Regions from separate parts of the Mus musculus genome. Here region 1 is linked to region 2. A link is a contact called in public Hi-C data. All regions are on one chromosome and are shown on one strand. The core of a region is the stretch at or near the end of the contact, and the rest is flanking DNA. Distances in the headings are between cores, read along the strand shown. Region 1 has its middle 15 kb from the start of 4930461G14Rik. Region 2 has its middle 17 kb from the start of Loxl1.

Region 1 (5,544 bases), core at 2,106-4,605, 110 kb after region 2:
ATTTACATTGTCAGTGTGTGGAGGTACTGCGTATCTGCCAACTGCAGGCTGAGCTGATGACAAATGGTGGTTATGATGCCCAAGAAGTGCCTATAAACCTAGGGGTCACCTAAAATCCATCTCTGGGCAAACTTGGGCAGCACTATGGTCTGGGTAATCAGTGGACGGCCTCAGAGCTGGGGTGTGGCAGCTATGCCATAAAGGCATAAAGGCCACAGAAGGTGAGGCACTGGCCTAGGTCACAGTCAAAAATTCTATAAAGGCCAGAGAAGTGAGTGGGAATTTTAGGTGTCCCACACTAAATAGTACATTGCAATGACTCAATCCTGCTAATGCTGCATGAATCTGCCAGCGATGATCCGTGATGAATGCACGCATCTGTGTACCATAAAACTTTATATGGGGGCACTGAAATTTGAACGCCATAAAAATTATCTCATATCATGAAATATTATTCTTCTTTTGACTCTTTCTTCAATCATTTAAAAATGTAAAACCCATTCTTCATTCACAGGCCGAATAAAAATGGGGAGTGGAGGCCTCTGCTTGCTGATCCCTGAGCCAATGGGAGTAGGAGGCAGAATCTGGCTTCTGCATGATAGAGAAGCTATCAGATAGACAGCAACCCCTAGGCCTCTGCTTCAGGGCCTCCGAGGAGCTTTTTCTCTCTAGGGAGAGAAGCCAGAGCTAGGCATAAACCAGCATCTAGGGCCTTCAGAAGTTCTAGTTCTTCTTGCAAATCACTAACGCAGCATTTTGATGGCAATTCGCTTCCCATGTAGCCTGCCTACTGGGAGAGATGCTCATCTGCCAAGACAAACATCCGCTGCACTTGAGTAGCATCTTATTATAAATTAATAAATTGGCATCGGGTGCGTATATAAATATCAGTCCCCGTGAGCTCGGAACATGCGTCTGCCACAGGAAGATGAATCTGCTTAGCACTCAGCTCACACAGCAGCTTCCCGAGTCTCCGAGTCTAGCAGCCAGGCCCTCTGTACTTTCTCTAGGTTGATGCTGTCTTTAAAGGCCTCCAGGCTGCCTGCTGGCCAACTCTCACTGCCTCTACTGCCCAGCTCGCTGTGATGCAGGGTGGACTAGCCTGGTGCCCAGGTGTGGATAGAGGAGTCAGAGGTGGGTAGGAAAATAAATGAGGAGGTGATGGTGGGTGGCTGGGATGGGTGAGCATAATCAGTACGTCTGTGCCCACTGGTTAGAGTACTTTTGGTGGCCACAACAGGTGACAAGATAGCCACATATGTCCTGAAGGTAGAAGAAAGAGTTAAGAGCTCGAACATAGTAAGGGCCCGATACATTCCAGCTCTAAGGCATAGCACCAGCTCTGACTCACTTTTCTCCCTTTCTTACTGCTTTCAGGACCTCATGTTCATGTGTTTGACCCTCACAGGCCTGACTCAGGCCCTCCCTGACTCAGTTATTAATTAAAACACAATTCTCTGTGTTCTGGCCTTCCAGGAGCATTTGGGCATATACTCTCAAGCCAGGGAGCCTCCAGCCTTTATTGATCATCAATGCTAAATGTTTTGCCCCAGATCCCACTTACAGGTCCAGAGCTCTGCACAAGAGAAATCTCCCTCTCGTTTAGGCTTCCAGAATGGAGTCCCATTCCACTGCTAACCTTCACCCATCTCTGCTACTTTCTTAACAGTGCAGTCTCCATCAGTGCCTCTGACCTCCTGCAAGTCAGGCTAATGGCTCGTTATTCTTGGATCGTTGAGTCCTTTCTTCTAAGAAGCCCTCCCTGATCGTCACCAGTGGAGACCACTTACTTATGGGATGTTATAGCTCTGCACCTATGGCTCATCATTACACACAGAGGTGTGTGTGTGTGTGTGTGTGTGTGTGTGTGTGTGTGTGTGTGTGTGTGTTGGGGGCTGCTCCAAGGCCTCCCCACCTCCCTTTCCTCTCCTCCTGGAGTTGAGACAAACTGAGCCTCTATAGGTGCTGAGCAGCAACTAGCAGGGCTGATTGCTCCATCTTAAATGAGGACTCGCTTAATTTTCCCAGCACAGCTTCCACGGGCGGATGCGCTGAGGGAACGCGGCAGGCCCGTTGGAGGAGGCAAACCGCTAGAAAATAAACACCCAGCCCAGCTATTATTACTTTTTGTTGTTGTTCATTTATCCCCTGCTTGGCTTCTGATAGGCTCCAGGATGGCTAAATAAAGCCAGGAATCGACTCCCCTCTCTTCAGCACGCCATCTTCGGCGAGGGAGAGCTCGGTCTGCGGCATAAATTAGCGGAAGCCGGAGTGTAAAAATATGATTCTGCGAACAAACAAAAGCCTCCAGTCATGAGACCCGCGGTGGCTGAGCCGTTCCCACTGCCGTCAGCTCTGTTTCCAAGCAATTAAAAGGCAGAGGGAGGAGAGAGATCAGCAGGCCTCTGGTGGGCAGGGGGGAGGTGGGTAGCAGCCGGCACATCCCCTGAGCCCCCACTGCCACCCAGGAGCACCTCTACGCTGGTGCCAGTGAGCCGATAAATGAGAGAGTTCTCTGTCTGCCCCCAAGGTGCTGAGGCACCTCCAGGATTGGTTCTGTTCTTTTTGCCTCAGTTTCTTCATCTTTACAATAAGCATAATAGCAGCATGCAGTGGCTCACGTCTGTCACCCCAGCACTAGGAGAAGCAGAAGTAAGAGGATCACCTCCTGACTGAGGCCAGCCTGGTCTACATCGTGAGTACCAAGCAAGCTTGGACAACACGGAGAGTCGGTACAAGTATATACATACATACAGGCAAACCCCCATATGTATAAAATAAAAATAAAGTAAAACTCAGGGCTGCTAGCCCTAGCCCAGGGTCACTGCATCAATCAATCAAGCCCATATGCAGAACGAGAAGCACAGCTACCTGGTATCACTTATATCCAGAGAGCTCTTTGGTGAATGAAACCAGACAACTAAGATCCACTGAGCCGTGAGTTGAGCTGGTGGACCAGTGTACTGCTGACCTGGGTCTGGTTTGTCCGGGTAATCCCCTCAATGACAGAGGCTCCCAGTTCAGCAGCTGCCAGCACCGTTCGGGTTAACGTGGATCTCATCAACTCTCTGTCCTTTTACACAAAGGGATTTAGGAACCATGATGAATGCCCCTTGCTGGACCCTGGGGAACTGTGGGGATGGAGTGTAAGACATGACCTCTGACTCCAAAGAGTTCCAGCCTGGTGCTGGCAGCACATCTGTGGACAACCTTCAGAATTGGATTTGGCTGAATAGTATTTCTTTAGCCTGGAATCCCAGATGAGAAAGTACAGAGCTGGCCCTGACCGTGCGTCAGCCTGGCGGACCATGCTCACTCTGTGCTACCAGTCCAGCTGGCTCTGAGGAGCCTCCTATGTGTGCCAGCAGACTGCAACAGAAGAAACAGGCTCCAGGTCCTCCTGCAGTGCACCAAGCCAGATGCAGTGTAACACGGTGCCTGTTGGGAAAGAATATGGAGAAGAAAGCAGGCAGGGGAGGGCATGGTTTTCAATCAAACGCTCTACTGTTACATTCAAATACCCTTGATGTGACAGCCAGGGACATCCAGACTCAGAAAGGTCAAACAACTTGTCTGCGTCACAGAATGAAGGAGGAAGGAGCTAAGATTTGAGCCAAGGTATTTTCATGGAAGTGAGGATGGCTGCCTGGTGAATATGCTCCACATTATAGTTTAAGAGACAGACATCAATCAGGCAGGAGGCCAACAAGGAGACCAACAGAGGGAGGAGCCACCTTTACCATGGGCAGTAAGGGAAGCTTTGTGTAGGAGGCAGCAATCTTGGGGGCTGCTAAAGGAGGGGGTTCCTCCACCACCATCAGTGGTCTGTTGGGTCTGACAAAGGGCAGTGGAATTGGCTCTGTTCCTGCTTGCTCTCCACAGCCTGGAGCTGTGCAATGTTCTCTTAGCCAGTCCTTGCCTTCTGGCCAACAGCTTGGAAGCCATACAGGAATCAAAAGGCCCTTCCTATGTCAGTCCATGCCAGACCCATAGCCAGCTTAAAGCTGGGGCCATTCCCACCTGCCCAAGGAGCCTCTGGCCCCAAGCTCTGGGCATCAGCCTTTGGGCCCAGATCAAAGACTCTAGGGATCAGGGAAAGAGTCTGGCTGAAGAAATGTCCAGTGAGAAAATCTAATTTTTTTTCCAGTCACACAGTTGTAAACATAAACTAAAAGATGAATCTCTTCCTTTAGAGGAGACGATAAAAAACACAATGCAAGTTTATGGGGGAAATGTGTCTTTCTAGAGCAGGATATTTCCCTCAAACACATAGCAGGCGGCAACCACTTCAGTCTAGAGATAAGTGATCAATAGAAGGGGGAGCAGGAGACCCTGAATTTCACCAGCTAGAGACCTTGCTCAGCTAGAGACCAGGTAGCATAGCCCTTCTCAGTGTCTATCCAAACTGAAGACTTGGAGCTGTCTGAGGCTAGCCCAGAGCCTTGTATTCAACCTTGGACTGCCAAGGTCTGAGCTGGTGGTCATCACATGATAAGATTTTCAGTGCAGTTTCTCTGGGCATCTATGTGCCAACTTCCATGTTGGAGCCAAGGATACAGATGGATGGCACCTGATTGTCAGCCTTGAGGTGCCAGTCAGCCATCAGAAAAAGATGTCTGGGCATGTGATGCTGCCCATGAGCCAAATGATGAGAGTATAGTGGTGCCTTCTCTTTCCTTGTCTCCCAACCGGATTCCAAAGGACTCTGCCAGGATTAGTCACCGAAGCAGGGCCCAGAATTGGGTTGTAGGAATTACATGCAATTCCTGGCATGGTGGTGTACACCTGTAATCTCAGCCCAAGGGAGGTTGAAATAGGCATTCCAGGACAACCTGGAGGCCACATCTCACTGGAGGAAGGCAGAAAGAGGGGTTGTTGGACTTCCTCTCTTAGGAATTGTCTGTCTCCTCCCTAGACTGATTGAAGACTCAGTGAAACTTTGGGGAATAGAACTCAGCCCACTACCACAGCCTTGACCCCGGATGAGTCAGTCTCTCAGAGAGCCTCCTCATGCCTCAGAGTTTCCCTCATGCGGAGGAGCTGTGGCAATTAAATGAGGTCGTGTCTGGAAGGAGATCCAAGAAGAGAAACAGGAACCACTGTTTTGTATGAATTTTTTCTCTCTCTCTAAACAGACGGTTCCTTGAAGACAAGGATCTTTATTTTTTCCTGTCTCCCCCACAACACCAGCACAGCACTAGGGACCGAGGAAGCTCTTCCTGAAAACTCCTTGGATGACATCCTGGGGATTAACCTGGGCTTTGATCAAAAAAGCTTTGAGTGTCCTAGTGATGGGAGTCCTCTCTGAGTATGCCCTGGGCTGCAGTGAGCTGACCTGGTGCCATGTCTCCTGGCAGCAAGACAGGCTTGCCAAGTTTAGCGGGTGGAGGGCAGTCAGACAGAACCTGGGAGGTGGCAAGCATCCTCTATGCAGCTGAAAAATGCAGGGATGGCAGCGTTAGGGGCTTCCATTAGCCCAGGGCTCTGTTTAAATAACGGGGGAAAATTGGCTTCCTCTCTGAGTCCAACTGCATCTGGCATCTG
Region 2 (5,115 bases), core at 1,688-4,187:
GGTTAGAACAACCTCAGAGTGATTGCAAATGCCCCAAGCCACTGGGCTGCCTTTGTAGTAGTCTGGCTGCTTGCCAGTTAAGGGGCCACTTGACTGACAGCTCCTCACTTAAGGCTACCAGGCATAAGGGAAGGCCCTGTCAAATGCTTGCTTTTGACAAGGTAAGTCATCCACAGAAATCATTAAAAGAGTATTACAATAAAGACTTAATGGGAATCCAACCCAGAACTAACAATACTGACAGTATTTCACAGTTCTTAATAGCATTTAGCAGTGCTTAACAGTCCTCAATGAACTCCCTGGCCGGGGAGGAGAAATGGGTCCCTTTGGTTTGTCTCACTTGGGAAGACACAGCTATCTCCTTTCATGGAGCAGAATCTTTTCAAAGGTCCTCAGCATTTGTAGGTGTGTGTGTGTGTGTGTGTGTGTGTGTGAGTGTGTGTGTGTGTGTTAAGCATATGTGCAGATATGTTTGCTCTTCTGTACAATCTTCCTTTTTTAATAAAATTTTATGTCTTTTTTTCAGCTATGGAGAGATGGATCAGCAGGTAAGAGCACTTGCTGCTCTTGCAGAGGACTCAGGTTCAGTTCCTAGCAGGGCATGGGTGGTTTACAACTTCAGAGAATTCAGTGCCTTCTTCTGATTTCCCAAGGCAGCAGGCACACATGCAGTGCACTTGCATGCAGTCAACACACACACACACACATACAATGAAAATAAATAATTCTTAAAAAAAATAATCTTATGATCCTTCCACCCCAAACACAGGGGCTGTGCAGAATCACACCCACCTAGGCGATCTTTCCAGTTATCCGGTTGTATTTTAACTAAAGGACAGAGGACAGCGCTACACAGCACCAGGTGACTCTGACATACAAGACATCCATCCTCAACTCTTCATCTGCTCAAGCCTGTGTGTCTGTTTGGAGGTGTGTGTGTGTGTGTGTGTGTGTGTGTGTGTGTGTGTGTGTGTGTGTGTGTGAAAATGTCCCCTGTTCCTCTTCACTTCATCTAAGAACTACTTCCAAATACCATCCCCAGCTAATGGCTTAAGCTTGGAAGGTGGCAGGGGTCAACTTAACAAGGCACCTTACCTGTTAACAGGGCCACTTTCAGGTGCCCAGTGTCCCAAATTGCCAGGCTGTTCCCTTCCCCAGGTACAGTCCCTCTAGAATCATGCCCCACTCTTTCAGGGAAGGAGGAAGATGGTATCTGGAAGGAACCTGTTTCTGGGATGGTCTGGAGTGGTCATGAGTGGAGCATGTCTTCAGCCAGGGCTATAGTGATGTATCAGCCACGTGGGTCCCACTCTCAGACTCCCCAGTCAGCTCCTTCAAAATACAGAGCCCATTCCCCAAAGGGATTGCCAGATGATGTGCTACCATCTGGCCTCTTACCTCAGGGACAGTCATTATGCCAGCATCTCACCTATTACTCATGACACAGTTCTGTCTCAGAAACTGGCACCATGACTCTATACTAAAGAACAATGGTAGATGCATTCCAGTACAGGCCTTGCATATCTTGCAGAATCTTGGCAGTCCTGGCATGGGTGGGCTTTGAGGTTTCAAAAGCTCACACACAGGCCAATGTGTCCCCTCCCTCCCTCCCTCCCTCCCTCCCCCTTCTTTCTCTCTCTCTCTCTCTCTCTCTCTTTCTCTGCCTTCACATCACAGCTCTCAGGTATCGCTCCAGCATGCCTGCTGTCACGTTCCCTGCCATGATGATAATGAACTGAACCTCTGAAAGTGTAAGGCAGCCCCAATTAAACATTTTCCTCTAAAAGAGTTGCCATTGTCATGGTGTCTCTTCATAGCAATAGAACAGTGACTAAGGCAGTGCCTGTGACACTGGTAGGAAATCAACAGGAGACTTGGGGGTTGAAAGGGGACTGTCACAGTAGTTTAAGGTGACAGCAGAGTTGGGGGGTGCAGCCACAATGTCAGATGTCATCAGGACCCCCATCACTCAGCAAGAAAGACCAGGAAAACTGAGCACATCCTGTCAGCTTCTGGATTTTGTTTCTTGCTGCCTTTCTTTACTCATCCACAGACAGACCACTGGCCGTTTCCAAGTAACTTCTAAGTCCTGCCAAGGAAAAGAAGTGCCTCTTCATGATCACCTTCTGGTCAAGCCTGGGCTAGGTGCACAGGTGCAGGTGAGCAGCACAGCTCAGGCAGCAGCCTCAACTGAGAGCAAGAGGGAAGCCCCACAGAGAAGCCAGGTTAGCTAGTCACGACTGGTGCTCCCAGCAGAACTCTATCAGTGACACTTTGGTCTTCTGCAGAGATGTGACACTGTCCACCCTACCTGTCACTCACCTCCCAGGGTGTCACGGCACCTGCACGGCCTGGGACAAAGCTCTACCCTTCTTCTTGTGTGAAGCCCATGGCCAAGACCATGACCTTAATCATATCCTCACTTCCGGTAGAACAGCTGTGTGACTGTTATTTTACACTCATGGCAACTACATGTTTCCTGATCATTGCAGATGAAGCCACAGTTAGGAAGCCAATGGTGGGCAGTGAGGGCGCCATCCCTCTGTCTGTCCAGCTCCTTGCTCACGCTTCATCAGGACTGACAGTCTGGCCAGGCGTTGGCTTTTCTGGAAGAAGTAAAAAGGTGCCCCGCTCAGGGCACAACTCCGTTTGGGGATTTGCAGCCAGAGATGCTTCCAGAAGTGCATGCCACACTGCCCAGTATGCCACCCAGAAGTCTCAGGAGTCGAGAGCTGTAAGTGGATCTTAATCCTGGCAACTTTAGCAGCAGAACGTTGCCAGGTTCTCGTCTCTTCTCTCTTCACAACTTACCTCCTTTCTGCTTTCATTTCCTACCCTAGTTGCAGTCTTAGTTCTTTCTCCCCAAGGCTGATGCAGGCTGCAGGCAACACTGTCGTCAGCAGAGGACGCCAAAGCCTTTTTACACACCAGAGCCCAAGCCTGGCTCAGGGCTGAAGAGTAGGAGCCAGGCAAAGGCTCTGTGTTTCAGGCAGCCACACTAGGGCTCTCTGTGTGCTGCATGAGGGTCTGCCTCCATGCTTTTAGGCTTCTGTCATCCAGTGGGGGTGGTACACTTGCACACAAAGCCAGCCAATGTGCATGTATTCATGCACATGTGCGTGGTTTCCTTTGTCCTTTTGCACTTGTTTGTGTCTCTGTAAGTCCACCTAGATTGTCAGTGGCCTCATTTGTATCCATCCTGGCATGCTCAGGTATGATGAGTCCGTGTGCTGTTTTGTGTGTCTGGATGTACCTGGGCCTCTGAATCTGTGAATATCTGGGAATGCTTGTATGTGAGTTGGCATGGTGGGTGTTTGTATGTTGCATGTTCCAACTACCTATCTCTGATGCTTGGCTTCATATGTGTGTGGGTGGTAGGGAGAGAGTAGCAGTGAGGGGGTGGTAATCTGGTTCCCCAGGAAGCACATATGACAGCTACATAGTGTCAAAGAGGAAAGTCAGGGACAGATAGTATGTGTAGACCTGATCGCCAATCTCACTGAGGCCACCTTAGCCAGCCTAATTCTAGATTCTAAGCAATTGTGGGGCAGGCAAGAATGGCTTTCCATAAAGGCAAGGGAACAAACAACTGCTCATCCCTGCCCAAGGCTCGGCTAGAAGCTCTGTATCTATTATCGTGATCGACCATCCTAACAACCTTATGAACCCCACCATGCAGATGAAGACAATAAAACTCAGGGAAACCTGAGAGCTTGCCTAAGGTTGACCAGCTAGGACATAGAAAAGCCAAAACTCAAACTCTAGTCTCTGGTTCCAAAGTCCATGCGGGTTTCCCACTCTGGAAAGCTGCCCTTTCAAGATGTGCTTTCTCCACCCCAGCAAAGATGGCCTGAGTTCAGCTCAGAGCATTCCAGAAGCAGCAGCTGCTTGTGGCTAGAATGACTGAACTGAGAAATTAATGTTGATGGACAGTTCCTCGGAGTGAAAGAATAAGGGACTATATTTAGCTGTTTGCTGCGGGCTAGTTAGCTGGTAGGGAGAGAGGGGAACAGAGAGAGAGAGAGAGAGAGGGAGAGAGAGAGAGAGAAAGAGAGACAAGAGAGAGAGACAGAGACAGAGACAGAGAGAGATAAAAAGGAGGAGATAGATAGATAGATAGATAGATAGATAGATAGATAGATAGATAGGCAGGCAGGCAGATAGGCAGGCAGGCAGACAGACAGACAGACAGGAGAAGGGAAGAGAGAGGGAATGAGACCCAGTTGTCTGCTGCCTGGCTCAGTGGTTGAGGCCCTAGCTCCCAGAGTTCTGTCTGCTGCCAGCTCTGCCTGGAACAACAATAATGGTCTGGGACTTTTGATGAGGGACATACCTGCTCATGTCACCAGGCTAGTGAGACAGGTGAGCCTCTTCCAGGTCTGAAGTTCTCTTCTCTACATGGCTGACATTGGTGTGTGATGGGCCCTGTGCTGTGACCCTGTAGGCTAACACAGCCGGAACACAAGGAACAATTTCTCAGCACTACAAGCATACTCTTAAGGAGGCTCATGGTTAAATTTGTTTCTTCCCACCTCACATGTGGAAAGCACATGTGAAAGCTCTAATCAACTGGGTTTCATTGGCCCAATCAAGAACTTACCTGGGAAACAGAGAACCCAGGGCAGCCTCTCTCCCATTGAGCTTTGTGGTTCCCCCCAAACCTAGTCCTTTCCTCCTCAGTGAACTTGGTCTCTCCACATATAACTTGTGAAGCTGGTCCCTCCTCCTGCTTTCCAAGTCACCACTTCTCTTACTTCCACAGTCTGCCCACTAGAAGACGTGAAGGAGGAGACCAACAACTTTGGCTGGGTACTGGAGGACCTAAAATCCTTCTTGGATATTTTTCTTTTTCTTTTTTTTTTTTTTTTTTACATTTTTTTAAAAAATTTTTTATTAGGTATTTAGCTCATTTACATTTCCAATGCTATACCAAAAGTCCCCCATACCCACCCACCCCCACTCCCCTACCCACCCACTCCCCCTTTTTGGCCCTGGCGTTCCCCTGTACTGGGGCATATAAATTTTGCGTGTCCAATGGGCCTCTCTTTCCAGTGATGGCCGACTAGGCCATCTTTTGATACATATGCAGCTAGAGTCAAGAGCTCCGGGGTACTG

Evidence for each region. Hi-C and Micro-C count contacts between places; a contact is called where the count stands out from the background.
Region 1: a contact with region 2 is called in a Hi-C map of cortical neurons, with 3 times the contacts expected there. The contact joins two enhancer-like sites. A contact is called at or near these places in 6 of 484 Hi-C or Micro-C datasets (cerebral cortex, cortical neurons, embryonic stem cells and 2 more) and 4 of 115 datasets of contacts at active chromatin or transcription factors (SST interneurons, astrocytes, embryonic stem cells and 1 more).

Annotation. Positions count from the first base shown.
Region 1 is chr9:58,436,921-58,442,464 of GRCm38.p6, forward strand. No RefSeq gene overlaps it. Among named protein-coding and RNA genes, the nearest start is that of 4930461G14Rik, 15 kb to the right of the region's middle. Within about 2 kb of position 3,356, at least 93 of the 459 cell types and tissues checked have an H3K27ac peak or open chromatin away from gene starts, as enhancers often do. A contact at or near this core is called in cerebral cortex, cortical neurons and forebrain, where this site is marked.
Region 2 is chr9:58,327,559-58,332,673 of GRCm38.p6, forward strand. No RefSeq gene overlaps it. Among named protein-coding and RNA genes, the nearest start is that of Loxl1, 17 kb to the left of the region's middle. Within about 2 kb of position 2,938, at least 22 of the 459 cell types and tissues checked have an H3K27ac peak or open chromatin away from gene starts, as enhancers often do. A contact at or near this core is called in cerebral cortex, cortical neurons and forebrain, where this site is marked.